3 separate regions of the Danio rerio genome follow, and regions 2 and 3 are each linked to region 1. Evidence: chromatin contacts called from public HiChIP or PLAC-seq data. All regions are on one chromosome and are shown on one strand. Each heading gives the region's core, a stretch centred on a gene start, on an enhancer-like site or on the middle of the called end of the contact. The rest is flanking DNA. Distances are from core to core; before and after follow the strand shown.

The links. HiChIP or PLAC-seq counts read pairs in DNA pulled down with a chosen protein or histone mark.
Region 2: an H3K4me3 HiChIP or PLAC-seq map of embryo shows a contact between it and region 1, with 5 times the contacts expected there. The contact joins the promoter of abch1 here to the promoter of mdh1ab in region 1. A contact is called at or near these places in 1 of 18 Hi-C or Micro-C datasets (caudal fin) and 3 of 4 datasets of contacts at active chromatin or transcription factors (caudal fin, embryo and gastrula embryo).
Region 3: an H3K4me3 HiChIP or PLAC-seq map of gastrula embryo shows a contact between it and region 1, with 2.9 times the contacts expected there. The contact joins the promoter of dynlt1a here to the promoter of mdh1ab in region 1. A contact is called at or near these places in 2 of 18 Hi-C or Micro-C datasets (caudal fin and hematopoietic stem cells) and 2 of 4 datasets of contacts at active chromatin or transcription factors (embryo and gastrula embryo).

Annotation. Positions count from the first base shown.
Region 1 is chr17:25,763,029-25,767,692 of GRCz12tu, reverse strand. mdh1ab (malate dehydrogenase 1Ab, NAD (soluble)) reads right to left here and starts at 1,544. Exons shown (of 10, transcript NM_001355553.1): 1 at 1,499-1,544; 2 at 1,011-1,125; 3 at 352-450; 4 at 48-144. The coding sequence starts at 1,013. All of the region lies in intron 2 of wdpcp (WD repeat containing planar cell polarity effector), which reads left to right.
Region 2 is chr17:25,945,501-25,950,245 of GRCz12tu, reverse strand. abch1 (ATP-binding cassette, sub-family H, member 1) reads left to right here and starts at 2,905. Exons shown (of 21, transcript XR_012393396.1): 1 at 2,905-3,059. aftphb (aftiphilin b) reads left to right here. Exons shown (of 10, transcript XR_012393394.1): 8 at 293-576; 9 at 723-846; 10 at 997-2,461.
Region 3 is chr17:25,987,251-25,991,796 of GRCz12tu, reverse strand. dynlt1a (dynein light chain Tctex-type 1a) reads left to right here and starts at 3,240. Exons shown (of 5, transcript NM_001423210.1): 1 at 3,240-3,268; 2 at 3,439-3,480; 3 at 4,199-4,322; 4 at 4,400-4,477. The coding sequence starts at 3,245. It overlaps zmpste24 (zinc metallopeptidase, STE24 homolog), which reads right to left and starts at 2,769. Exons shown (of 10, transcript NM_199892.1): 1 at 2,454-2,769; 2 at 2,105-2,251; 3 at 1,325-1,411; 4 at 246-362. The coding sequence starts at 2,561.

The DNA.
Region 1 (4,664 bases), core at 295-2,794:
TAGAAAACACAGGGCCTCATAACACTCATTCTACTGTATGCGTGTACCTCTCAGAAGTGGAAGGGCGCAGTCCTGCAGCTCCATAACAACACCCTCCAGCACAGGCAACATGGGAGTGATGTCCAGCAGAAGCAAAACGAGAGGCTAAAGAGAGAGAGAGAGAGAGAAACTGATCATAAGAGTGTGCCTTGCATAAATGCAACAATAAATGACACATGAAATAATCTCATCAGGTGTTTGTCAGACATATATGGAGCTTATTCTTGGAATAAGTCAAACCACATGCTGAATGACACAACAGTGTTTAATTGGTTGTGACGGGCCATTGCCTAAGCCAAATCCTGCTTCTACCTGATCTTTACCGAAGACATCTCCCTTTGCAATGCCGTACAGCAGAGAGTATGCGATCTGTCCTGCGGCACCGGTCACCAAGACTCTAATAGGCTCAGACTATAACAAAAAAGGAAAATAATTATGAACAACTAATGTGAACAAAGAAAAGAGTTATATATGACAACATTCAGCCAGTAGAGATGAGCAGGAAGCTCATGGTGTTAGAACATATAAATAGTCCTGGCAAACTCTGCCAGACCTCAGAATGACGTGCTGAGTGGGATATTTTTAAACCGAGAGACATTTACTCAGTTCTTCAATTAACTCACTTTCTCCGCTGCTTTCACTCATCTGTTGCAAATTAATCATATTTTGAATTAATAATTAAGACTTGTACACTGAATAGACTGTGAATGCAATTTAAAATTACGAACGATTTAATAAAATACCACATGAATACAAAAGTGCATGACTCTTATTGTCTTATAATAAGTGATTAAATGATCATTATACAAGTCTTTGTAATTTAACAGCACAAACATAAAGAAAATAGCTCCTGGTATTATTCGACTCAAAGCTTTGACGTTAACCTCGCAGTTTCCATAAGCATGATAACGTATTAACAACAAAACGTGAAATTGTTTTAAAACATTAGTTGCAATATGAAATTTTCCTACCATTTTCTGCTGGTTACGAATGACAGCTGCTCTCCCACTACTCTGATTGCGGAGGTCACCCCTATTTTCCTCACGAGGCAACAAGTTGCCGTTGCACCTGCGTTACAAGTGCCTCCTGGGAAATGTAGTTTTTAGTTATCATACAGGCGTTCATGTTGTTAAGATAAAAACTACAGTTCCTATAAGCAAGTATAGTAAATCACAAACTAACAGATGCCTCTACCATGAGTCCAAGGGGACCTCCGATTTAAGTTTGCAATTCTGTTCTTTCTAATTAAATTGTGTTAGAAACATTATTTGCACTTAAAACTAAAAACGTAATAAAGCAGTTACTGATTTAATGGTTTACTTTTAATTATTTAAAAAATGTGAACGTGCAATTTGGTTAACGGAGCATTACACAAAAATAATCAAAAACATTCCCCGTAAAAACCTTAATATGTGGTGTTCCTTGGGATTTTTATAACTCATGCATTTAGTCTACGCACACAAATCCCGATCCTGACTGAAGGAACAACCCGGAAGATATTGGAGTTTACCGTAATATTTGGAAAACAACGCAGGAGAAAAAGTAAAAGCTATGGAGATTACAGCTGCGTCCGTTGCTTAGACACACTTGAAATCATGAACATGTCTGAAGTTAGCGACTGCTAATATTTTAACATATCGTGAGAACATGTTTTAGTTAAATTTAGTTACATTTACATTTTTTATTTGTGCATTTTTCCTAAAGTTATATTTATATGCAGTCGTCTGACAACAAAAACTCTGCACCTGCGGCATCAGTTCAAGTAACGTTAGCAGGGGATCAACACATTATTGTAAACTTATCGGTAAGTCTATTGATGAGACAGTCAAAGCATCCTGTGCATTATGTGGAGTGTTTAATAGTGGCGAATCCTGTATGTACTGTATGTATGTGGTCTTTTAATTTTGTAATCTGTAAAACATTATTTTTCCGTTATCGAAAATGGAAACATGCAGAAGTCAGATGTTTCGGAATCTACTGTATCGACTTCTCCCCCATACGTTGTCCAGACAGGGTTCACTGTTGTCGGCTTGATTGAATTCTGTACTGGCTTGTGTTTTGTAGCTGTAAAAGATCTTGGAAAACATTAGTAAGTAAGTAGATAAGTGGTTGGTCTCATATAAAAGTTGTATTTTAGACTTTGCTATTTGTACCTTTTTATAAACCATTTACAACGAACGTCATTCATGTTTTTGCCTACAAACAAAACTAAAAATGAGAAAAACCACAAATGTTTCATGATTTTGCTTCACTGACCACTATTTAAGCATTTGTTATACAAATGGTGCAGTGATTAATGTGGTGAAAACATACTATCACATTTGCTATTATTGAATCATGGTTCATTTCAAAAGGTATTATAACATATACTTGTAATTAATGTATGATATTGTTAAAATAACTTTACCCTTAAAAAAAATTGTAAAAAAACAGATAATGTCCTTGGCCTGACATTTAACTGCAGTTCTTCATTAAAGATGAAATTTGATTAATGAATGGTCCTGTTAAACAAACAGCGTTGATTGATTGATTGATTGATTGATTTAGGGGTTGGCTGATCATTCATTTCTTAGTTTTATATATAAATCGTACTCATTTTTGTTTGTTTTTTCAGTAAGGCATTATCTCTCTCTTTGTGAAAAAATTTGGCAATAATGTTAAACTATCTAAAGTAGGCTTTTGTAGCTTCTATTAAAAGGGCTTATTTCATTTTGACAATTCTTTTTTTTTTTTAATGGAAAATATTTATTTTCTGTTGGAGAATTTTTAGACAGTTTATTAGCCATATAATTAATACCAACTTGATTCTGTTTGAAAACGCATCCAAGAGCAGCTGTATCATAAACACTTCTATAATTTTTGTGTCTTTGACTACCTCCTATTGAGAGGGCGAAATAGGGCGTCTGTGTCAGTTTAGAGCTGTGAGGACCCCTGCTTAGGGTGAGATAGATGATCTCCCTCTGCATTTTACATGAACTCATTACAGGCTCATTACAAACCGCCTGACAAAGGAGCTGAGGATAATGTTGCTTCTTCATGTGATGTCCCAGAACAGAACAACAGCAAACACTCTTCTCCATAACACAGCGGAGAGGAGCTGTCAGTTCATAGGTGCTTTTTGATTCGTTTGAACAACTGTAGTTAGATTGTTAGATTGAGTTTTTATCCCCACTTGTATTTTGGATGGAAAATTATATATATATATATATTTTTTTTTTATATAAATTATAGAATTTATTTTATATATGTGTCTGAACCTGCCTTCCTTCTTGACTTTCTTGTATTTTCTTTCTCTCTGTCCCTCAGGCTTTTTCTATTGCATTGTGTACAGTGAGACTGGTGTTTCTAAAAAATGTCCAGTGTGGTTCACCCGTACAATACTGTAATGCATATTAATAGAAATTGCTTTAGTAAAATACTATAATAAAGTTTGATTTTAATTTAAAAGTGTAAATCATGTTTGTTAAAAATAAAAGTTGAAATACTGATGGTAATTTAAAAAGTAATTGTTAATTATAAAGTAATATGATGTAATATAATATAAAACACATTTTTTAAAGCATATTAAGGGTTTCCTCATTTCAGTCCTTGTTGGAATAAATGAAAGATTATATACACCATATTGGCTCATTGGGAGGTTTGGATAACTTATAAATCAGTGTTGCTCTTTCTGATTTTTTTTTTCATTTTACTAGGTGAACCATTTCAAAAGAATGATTCATGGTAAATTGAGCATAACTCCAGACCTTTTTCTGAAGCTTATTGGTGATAATTAATAACTCAGTGTCATCTCATGTACATACAATTTAATTTCACTATCAATTTAATGTATTTACTAAAAGTGGTATTTCCAGGAAATACAATTAAATACTATTTATTTTATATATTTGATAGTGGGTAACATGTTTATTTAAACTTGTATTTTATTTGTATCTTAATTGTTTATTATTTCTAAAACTAACGTAACATTTAGCTATCTATGCATCTGATAGCTTTGAAAAACATATTTAACCTTTAAATCACATAACCTTTGGTCTTAACCATCACAGTGCTGTCACACTGGTAAATACAGTTTTGAAATATTTTAATAACCCAGTATCATATTGCAAATGGTGAAGAGTGAAATTCTAGAATAATCCAGACCTGCTTCAACAGGCCCTCATTTCAACCTCATATCTGTTAGACACTAGTCAATTCTCTCCATGTAAAACTATTAAATAAATTCAAATTAAGTAATTAATGCGAAATGAATCAACATTTAGTCTGATTAATTGACTGTGGGTTTTTTTTTTTTTTTTTTTTTGTTTTGTTTTGCCCAAAATGTGTTTGAATTAGATCAGTTTCACTAATTATTAGTCAAGCATTGGTTACATGTTTTTTTATGTGCACTTCTCAACCACTGTTGTTATTGACCCAGCTCAGATGAATCATTTGACTGATTATAGGCTTTTCTTCATGGATTAAAATCAGATCTCAGCTGTCATGTTTCAGACGCTGTCCCTGATTCAGTGCACCTCTATCAACTCACGCTCTGGCGACTTTAGCTGCCGTTTTTTTTTTTTTTTAAATGCACTGTTTTTACAGATTTGTGGACCTGCATTGTTTAAGTCCTGTCAATGGGAATG
Region 2 (4,745 bases), core at 1,656-4,155, 180 kb before region 1:
AAAATTTTTGTAGCCAAATTATTATGTCTTGATACAAACCCTGTTTTGTAGATGTAATTTTTAATTAATACATCATTTATTCCTCATATAACTGTCTTGAAAGTATTTAAAAGTCTTTAATGACACATTTGATGAATTAAATGCTTTCTAATTGAACAAAAATATTAATATTTTTTAAAAATTGTACCAACCTCAAACTTTTGAACAGTATATATAATTAAATAGTGGGTATCAACTATCAACACACTAACCCTCTCTGTCCTGCTGTCATACCTGTGGCTCTCATTTGAAGCTCAAGATGAAGGAATCTCCAAATTAAATTTGGACTATTTTGGACCTGTGGATGAATGTAGCTCAGATAGTGAAACTGACACTCCACTACCAGGTTAGAACAGAAAGGCTTCGTCTAATTGAAGTGACTGGTGTGCAGTGAAACCTTCTTTTTTTTTTACTTTCCCCTTATATCTGTTATTTCGAAATCAATCTTTGGTAAGCTTATCGTCTCTAGCATTTCTTCATAGTCTAGCATTCTGTCCCTGATTTCCACTCTCTGGACTTTATTACAGTACTGCCTCTGTGAGTATCTCTGCTTTTCTTCCTTTAATCTCATGTTTTAGTGATTCTCTTTGTTTTCTACATCATCTCTAAGATCATGTCATCCTACTTTCAACCATCTTAACTTTCATTTATATATGTTAAAAAGAGATTTTCTGTTCATGTAGGTGTTGATCCAGAGATATATGAACTGACTACAGCTAAAATGGAGAACAACACCACTGGTCGCAACATTGCAGATGCATTTACAAAACTTATGGAGTCTATAGAGAAAACCAAACCAACAGTCAGGTTAGAAAAACATGCATGCATGAATATACACACTATTAACATGCCTAGACCTTTTGAGCTCAAATGAACGGCTAGTTCACAGCTCAAAAGGTTAAAATGGGGTGTGACCATAAATGAGTCAATTCTCATTCTTTCTGTGTCTGTTGACAGGAAACCAGAAACAGATGAAGAGATGAGCGAAGAAGCAGCAAAGGTCATCTCACTTCTCCCTGACCTGTCTTTCATGAAGGCCAGGGTTTTAATGTTCCCCTCCATTTTAACGCCAGCAGCCAATCACACATAACCAATAAGCTTCGAGTTCAAAGTCATTGCATGGTCATTCATTGTTTATCGACAGCTACAGAGAACAGATCAAGTTATTCTTTCTTCCAAACAAAAGAAGACCTTTAATATAACAAGCTAATCATTTGAAAGCTGCCTATTTATTGACTTCTGCAGTTCCCACTATATGTGAAAATATTCAATCTGGGTTTGTTTTGTTCTCAGCAAAAGGGACACGCGGCTTTCATATTTTATATACAGTATTTAGACCAGCATATTAACCTTTTATTATTGCTTATTATGATTTTATTTTAGAGTGTTGTTTGTGAAAATGTGAGTACTTTTCACTTAGAGGTGAAATGCAGAATTGCACATTTTACTACTTGAAACCAGACACACACACACACACACTTTTCTTTTAATTTCTTTGTATTTTTAGAATGTCATTAAGTTCAGTTCTTCCTTTAATTGATTCATTTTAGTTTGTTGTACACCAGAAATGTCCAATCTCTGTCCTGGAGGGACAGTGTCCTACAAAGTTTAGTTCTAACCCCAATCAGAGACCCCTGGGCTAGCTAATCAAGCTCTTACTAGGCTTTCTCGAAACATCCTTGCAGGTGTGTTGAGGCAAGTTGGAGCTAAAATCAGCTGGACACCGGCCCTCCTGGACCGAGTTTGGACACCCCTGTTGTACACCTTCATTTTCTTTCTTTCATTTTTATTGTGTGTAGTTGGTTTATTTATTTTGTTTCCAACAACTGACAAGCACACATTGGGGAAAAAAGAGAATATTGTCATGTAATGGTGATAACTTTTAATAAGGGAACTGCTTTTATACTTGTCTTTGGGGTCACACTTTAATGTTTCCATTTAATAAATGTATTTACTAACGTGAACAATACTTGTACAGCATTTATTAGTGAGAGCTAATCATTTAGTAATGGTTTAATAAATGCAAAGTTTGCTTGTTAACATTAGTGAAAGCACTGAGTAAACAAAATGTCAACAAACAACTTTATTTTTATTAACTAATGTCAAAGTCCCTTTGAGGTGTATTAAGTTTTTGCTAACGTTAACAGAGATGGATGAACTATTGTTGACTGTTAGTTCATGTTTGTAAATACATTAACATTAATGGAACAGCATTTTTGGATGTTTGTCTTGTCACTGTATTATTTTAAGCAAGATCTTTTGCACAATCTGATATAATATGAATATGACAACAGAGCTATGGTGTCTTAAAGATAGAAATGGGTTGTAGCTACTGTTCCTGTGGAGAAAAAAAAGTGTATAAATCAATTTGTTTGTTCTGTTGTGTATGTGTTTTAAAGTTTAACAATAATAAAACTAAAAAGCCTGACAAACTCGTTCCTTTTTGGATGGTTTCAGCATTTAAGATCTGCTTGGATGCTGTGTGTCTTTATTGCCAGCCAATCTGAAAGGTCTAGCTGCTCTGGTGATTTGTGTATCAAGAGGGAGTTCCTGTTGCTGTACATTCTGTTCTTTACTTTTATTGTTTGTACACATTAAGTGCAACTGTACCAATGTATTTCTTTGTATATAAATTATATATGTGACATTTTCTGTCCCATAATTCTGCTTTTTATATTATATGCCAGGTAGTATCCATGTTTCATGCAAATAACAAACATGTTTCTATTCCAGGGTGTTTTCTTCCCCAGTGGGAAGCGTTTGGGAAGGCTCTGCACTTGAGAAAACATTAAGGTGATCAGAACTGTGTTTTACACTTTTAAAACTTGCCTCTTAGACGTTTGCGGATTGCAGTTAAAGTCTGGTCAGGAGCAGAATGAGTTAACGCGCTCATCTGCGCGCACTGAACCGAGCAGAGCAGCAGCTTCTCACCGGCAGCATATCGAGCCCCCGGCCCGGTGATCATGTCCGGTAGTGGAACCCATGAAGCGCTCAGTGGCAGCACGGAGATGGAGCAAAGAGTGAGTTATTGTTCTGTCTGTTCCTCTTTTTTATGCTTACGTTTTGCTCTTGCGGAGGCTGAACGAGTGAACTCGACACTTGCGTTAAATGTGATGCAGGTTTTATTCGCTACGTGGTGATTCTGCAGGCTATTTTAGACACGAATGTTATGGTTGGACAGATTCTGTGCATGTTTTTATATAGCTATTTGTTTGGTTAATGCGGAGCGCTGAAGACGGATCGTTTTGCTACTGCAGTGTCTCCTGGTGACGCAGAGGCAGAATGTAATAATTACACATGTCCGAACGAATCGTTCTTTTGGAGTCGGATCTTTTCATTGAGTCGACTGAACTAGTTTTGGAGTAACATCATCACCATGTATTAATTTTACGAATAATTACTACACGGTTATAATTTAAGTTCTGACTAAACTTAAGAAAATGTTATTTTAAAAAGAACATCATTAGACATTCAAGTAGTATAAAAAAGATGGTCAGTCTAGGCTGTAGTATTTTGAAGTAGTCTTAGAAGAATATTCTGTCTGACAACACTAACACCGTGGACCGTTTTGGCTTGTTTTAATTGCTTACATTGTTTTACTTATCTATTTAAAAATTCAGTCAAAATGTTCTTCACTCACCATTTTTTTTTAAAGATCGGAAATATAATTTGTAAATTGAAATGATTTTTCACTGTCTCTCATCAAATTAGTTTGAAATCACAATATATGGGGAACACAGAGCCGGAGCCCCAGTGAAATTAAATGACAAATGAAATACAAAAGACCGATTAAACTGCAATATTCATTTTTATTGCCGGTTACATTAATATGTTTACGCTGGATCATGGAACTGGAACATTAAAAACTTTAAAAAACAAGATATATTAGCATAAATTAGTCAACGTTCAATATCAGATTTGCATTCATAGTCATAGAAAGCATATGGAATACGAGTATTTAAATATTTCAATTTGCCTTTAATGTTTACAATTAAGTATCAGAATATATGTAAAATAATGTTCCTTTGTTATCCAGTGCAGGAATTTTATGTAAAAATAAATCGATTTTATTCAAACCTGTACATATAAAATACATTTTATTAGATTTAGCACCATTAAAGCATGTTAATTTAATTTATTGCCCCGGGTGCAAAGGAGTATCTGAATCGATATTGAACCACTTCTTTAAAACGAACCGTTTAAAAGAACCGATTCGCGGAAATGAATCAGACTCCATCAGTTAAGCAGCACTGGACAATATTTCATTGCAACAAATCTCATAAAACAACACATTTTTTTGAAAAATCTCATTATCCTCCTAAAATAGTTCTCTCGTTAAGTCAGTTTTTACAGATGGCTAAATTATTGCGCTGTTTTCCCTCTATGATTTCCAGCAACACTTGTCACTGTTCCACGATTGCTAGGGTATTAGAATGACATCTGAGCTGTCCAATTACAGACTGCTTCTATATAGCTTCTCAGACTCGGATTGGCTAGTGATGGGGGCAAGCTGTTCAGAAGGCGGGGCTTGTCGATTAACTGGTAGAGGAGACAAATAATATGCGCAGCTACTGACAGCCTGTGGCCGGCGGTTACTGAACGCTGCGCATCGCTGCACCTGACATGAAATAACGCTGCAGCAGAAAACAGCGGGTTTCCCAACCGGACAGCTGGACTGTTCATTTTTCTTCAAGGAATTTAAAGCC
Region 3 (4,546 bases), core at 1,991-4,490, 220 kb before region 1:
GGAGAAAATGCATAAATATAATATGCTAATATGTGGTATTTTCCCATGCTCTTAGGTGTGCTCATCATGCTCAACACTATGACAGAATAATTATTTGGATTTCACTATGGTCCTATTAATTCATTTTCAATTTGAGAATCTGAAAGTGTTTTCAGAGATATTTACTACAACCAACTTTACTGACAATATGTGCATAAACATTGTCTTCCATTAACCATCGTGTCACAGAAAGTCTTTTCAAGTACCTGTTGGTTAAACCCATGCTTCTCCTCAATAACAAATGTGTTGTAGAGGCTCCAGGGAAGGCCAGTAAAAGCACTGAAGAGAGTCGCCAACATCAGAAACACCAAAGACTGGGAGATCTGAAGGAAGAGAGACCACATAAAAATCAAACACAATGCACTGAGTGTTGATACATTCTTTTTTCATGGACCGCTTTTAGTAATTTCTCACAACTACTGACCAGAAACAACAGTCAGGGTATATCAAAGTCTCCGAGATCATTATTCTTTTTAATCTTTTTAATCAGACATGCTGATTGCCAGAGTTGGGTGTATTTTGTTTCAGGATAAACAGGATAAACTAAATTTTTGTGCAGGATTGGGAGTGAAGGCATCTTCTGAATGTGAAGAGAAGTGTAGCTGCTTATGGGGCCGTTAACATATTGCATCTTTTGCATATTGCACATGCTCGCATTTTCCAGGCACTGCCAGATAAAAAACTGCAAGGCACATGACAAGAACTGACCGATCAGCTTCATACTTTTATGGAACATACACATTTAGGTAGACTATTTACCTCAGACAAAGACAGAACACACAAACACTGCAGTGCTTTTGCATACTGTGGATGTCAATGGTTACAGGTATCCAGATTTCTCGTAAATGTCTTTTGTGTTAAAAAACTGAGTTTGCTTGCCATCTAATCCTTGACCTTAATGTGTGGCCTTAGTAGTGTGGCCAATGTAAGTGACTGAATGAAAAAAAAATGTTTGGGGGAATTAGAGTATGGCACCTTAACTAATCTCTCTTATTATTAATGCAACAGAATTAATACATTCTAATGAAACATTCAATTAAATATAAAGAAAACAAGGGCAGCACAGTGGTGCAGTTGGTAGCAATCTCGCCTCACAACAAAAAAGTTGCTGGTTAGATAATAATAAAAATAATAATAATAAACAGAGATCAGGATAAGAACATAAACAATAATTTAAAAAGTTGTTCTTAATGAACAAGACCTATTCTTGTTCAAGGACACTTTTGAAATACTTTCTTGATCCACTTCAAATGTTGACTTCTGTACTGTAAGAGACCAAGCCTACCTCGTACTCTGGACCAAAACCAAAGTGAGCTGTCAGATGCCCAGATAATTTCCAAAGGAATGGGATTCCACCAAGGAGCAGTATTAGCTACACAATACAGTGTGAGAGAGAGAGAGAGAGAGAGAGAGAGAGAGAGAGATTAAACATGCTCAGTAGATAAGAGACAGAAGCAAGTGGTTTAAAAAAATAAAATAAAAAAACTAAGGAACCACAATATTTTCCCTCCAGAGGATTAATGTGAAATTTGCATTTGAACGCTACAGATATCAAGTTTTCAGAAGACACGAAAAAGTCTCTGGATCATACTTGATAAAACTACGACACATTTAATGACACTGAGTATTCATTAAATAAGGGTATTTTGAACATGAATTTCTGTGGGGGTAGCGTGGTGAGGCAGTGGGTAGCCCTGTCGCCTCACAGCAAGAAGGTCGCTGGTTTGAGCCTCGGCTGGGTCAGTTGGCGTTTTTGTGTGGAGTTTGCATATTCTCCCTGTGTTGGTGTGAGTTTCCTCCGAGTGCTCCGGTTTCCCCCACAGGTCCAAAGACATGAACTATAGGTGAATTGAATAAGCTAAAATTGGCCATAGTGTATGTCTGTGAATGAGTGTGTATGGGTGTTTCCCAGTGGCGGGTTGCAGCTGGGAGGATATCTGCTGTGTAAAACATATACTGGATAAGTTGGCGGTTCCGTCTGCTGTGGTGACCCCTGATAAATAAATGGACTAAGCCGAAAAAAGAATGAATAAATACATTTCTGTGGAGGAGGGTTCATGCTCACCGTGCCTTCAAACTCAGAGTATAATCCAGACCAGAAGCCAAAGTTACTCTTGTCCAGCTGATAGAGGCGAGACTTTTCAAAGGTCTCTGAATCCATAATCTTGCCCAGCTCAGTGGGCACATGAACTGTAGCCCTGTAGATCTTTCTCTGTCAACAAATAAACAAGTCTAGATAAGTTTTTACACACAGTTTAGGTTTAGCTCAGCATTTTAGTGCATCAAAGTTCAATTTCACAGACTATACACTGACGGGAATTTGAATACAAAAATACAAATAAGCGAATCAGAAGTGAAAAACATTTGTTGACTTTCCACAATCACAACCTAGAACAAAACAAGCACAAGCTAACCTGTCTATAGGCGAGGTAGGCCTCCCAAACATACACCGTCCATGAGAAAAACAGGACAGCGTAAAATATCTTGTCTTCAACTGATAATGCAAGAATTTCCCGGAGCATTGTGACGTCTCGACAGTTATTTGTTGCTACTGTTAACTATCCCGGCGGTGTGCAGTATTACAGCAGATCCTGATCATTCAAGACAGACAATAATCTTCCTACCTACCCACAGCTAACAACACGATGTTTGTAACTTAGGAAACCGTGTCAATATACTGAAACACTACATGTAGAGATGCAAAAATAATGTAAACTCATTGCTCGATCACTTCCTTTACCCATTCATGTGAAATGTGTGTAACCCCAAACTGTGTTCGACCAAACACAACACGCGGATGAAACTGGTCCCTATGGTAGTTCTACATATTTTTTTATATTTTTATAATTTATGAAATGATTTTGTAGTTTGATAAACCGGTTTGATTTATAGAAACAACTACAGATATGCAATATATTCGTTTAAATATGACACTACAATTAATTAAATGTCAAACGCTAAACGAAACGAATAAAGCCAACTAAGAGATTAAAACTTAAATTCATAAGACATCTTATAATACGTGTATTTCTGGGTGTGCTTGTTCAAATTTAAATACAAAACTAAAAATTGTTAAGACTCCTGGTTGACAACAAACCGTTTCTTGGTAGCAACGAGTTGTTAGAAGCCGTGATTACTATCTAGGGAGGGAATGACAATAGTCTTGTCTCCGTAGAAACTACAAAACATTCAGAGAAGTGGCGCAATGGACGAGGATCAATCTGAAGAGGTGATTAAGTCAGATACTTAAAAAAAAGGGAAAAAAAGAAAGTTTTATGTACACGTATTGTAATTTCTACTTCTATATATTTGTAGGCCTATATTTAAAACATTTACATGGTTCTGTATGCCATAACTATTGCGTACAGGCGTTAACTAGCTTACGTATTTATTCTCCAGACTACATTTGTTGTGGACGAGATTACCACTATTATCAAAGAGGTAAGCGCATGTCATTTCAATTTATATATATATATATATATATATATATATATATATATATATATATATATATATATATATATATATATATATATATATATATATATACACACATACATATCTATATATATATATATATATATATATATATATATATATATATATATATATATATATATATATATACACATACATATCTATATATCTATATATCTATATATATATATATATACATACATACATATCTATATATCTATATATACATACATACATACATATCTATATATATATATATATATATATATATATATATATATATATATATATATATATATATATATATTTGTGTGTGTGTGTGTGTGTGTGTGTGTGGCTAAAGTCAATCCTAAACTTTAAGGCCTAGTTTCACAAACAGGGCTTAGATTAAGCCAGGATGAAGGCTTAGTTCAATTAGGCTATTTAAGCCACATTTATAAAAATGGCCTTAGAAAAATATATCACTGGTGTGCACCTGGAGACAAAAAAAGACACTGACGTATTTTAAGACATCTGACTGCAAGTTATTTTGAGTTGAGAAAGCTCAAACAAGCAATTTAATCTTGACTAGCCTTAAACCTTGTTTGTGAAACCGGGGTAAATGTAATAACTTTTGTTGCACGTGTAAGTGTAAATGTTACGTTTCAAAAATCCCTAATATTGTGACATCTTTTGATGACAGACTGTTGAAACCACCATTGGAAACAATTCATACCAGCACGAAAAAATTAATCAGTGGATGTCAAGCATTGCAGAATTAAGCTTGAGTCAGCTAACTAAATTAGGAAAACCTTTCAAGTACATAGGTATGGTAACCATATTTAGATAAGTTATTATGTAAAGGACCTGAACCAAATCCATGGTTTTCTGTTTGTTCAAACAGTGACATGCATCATATTGCAAAAAAATGGGGCAGGTTTACACACTGCCAGCTCGTGTTTCTGGGACAACACTACAGATGGTAAGGCTATTTGTATAATTGATCAGAATTTTAGACGCCAACATTTCCAATAACAATTGTAATCCAAGC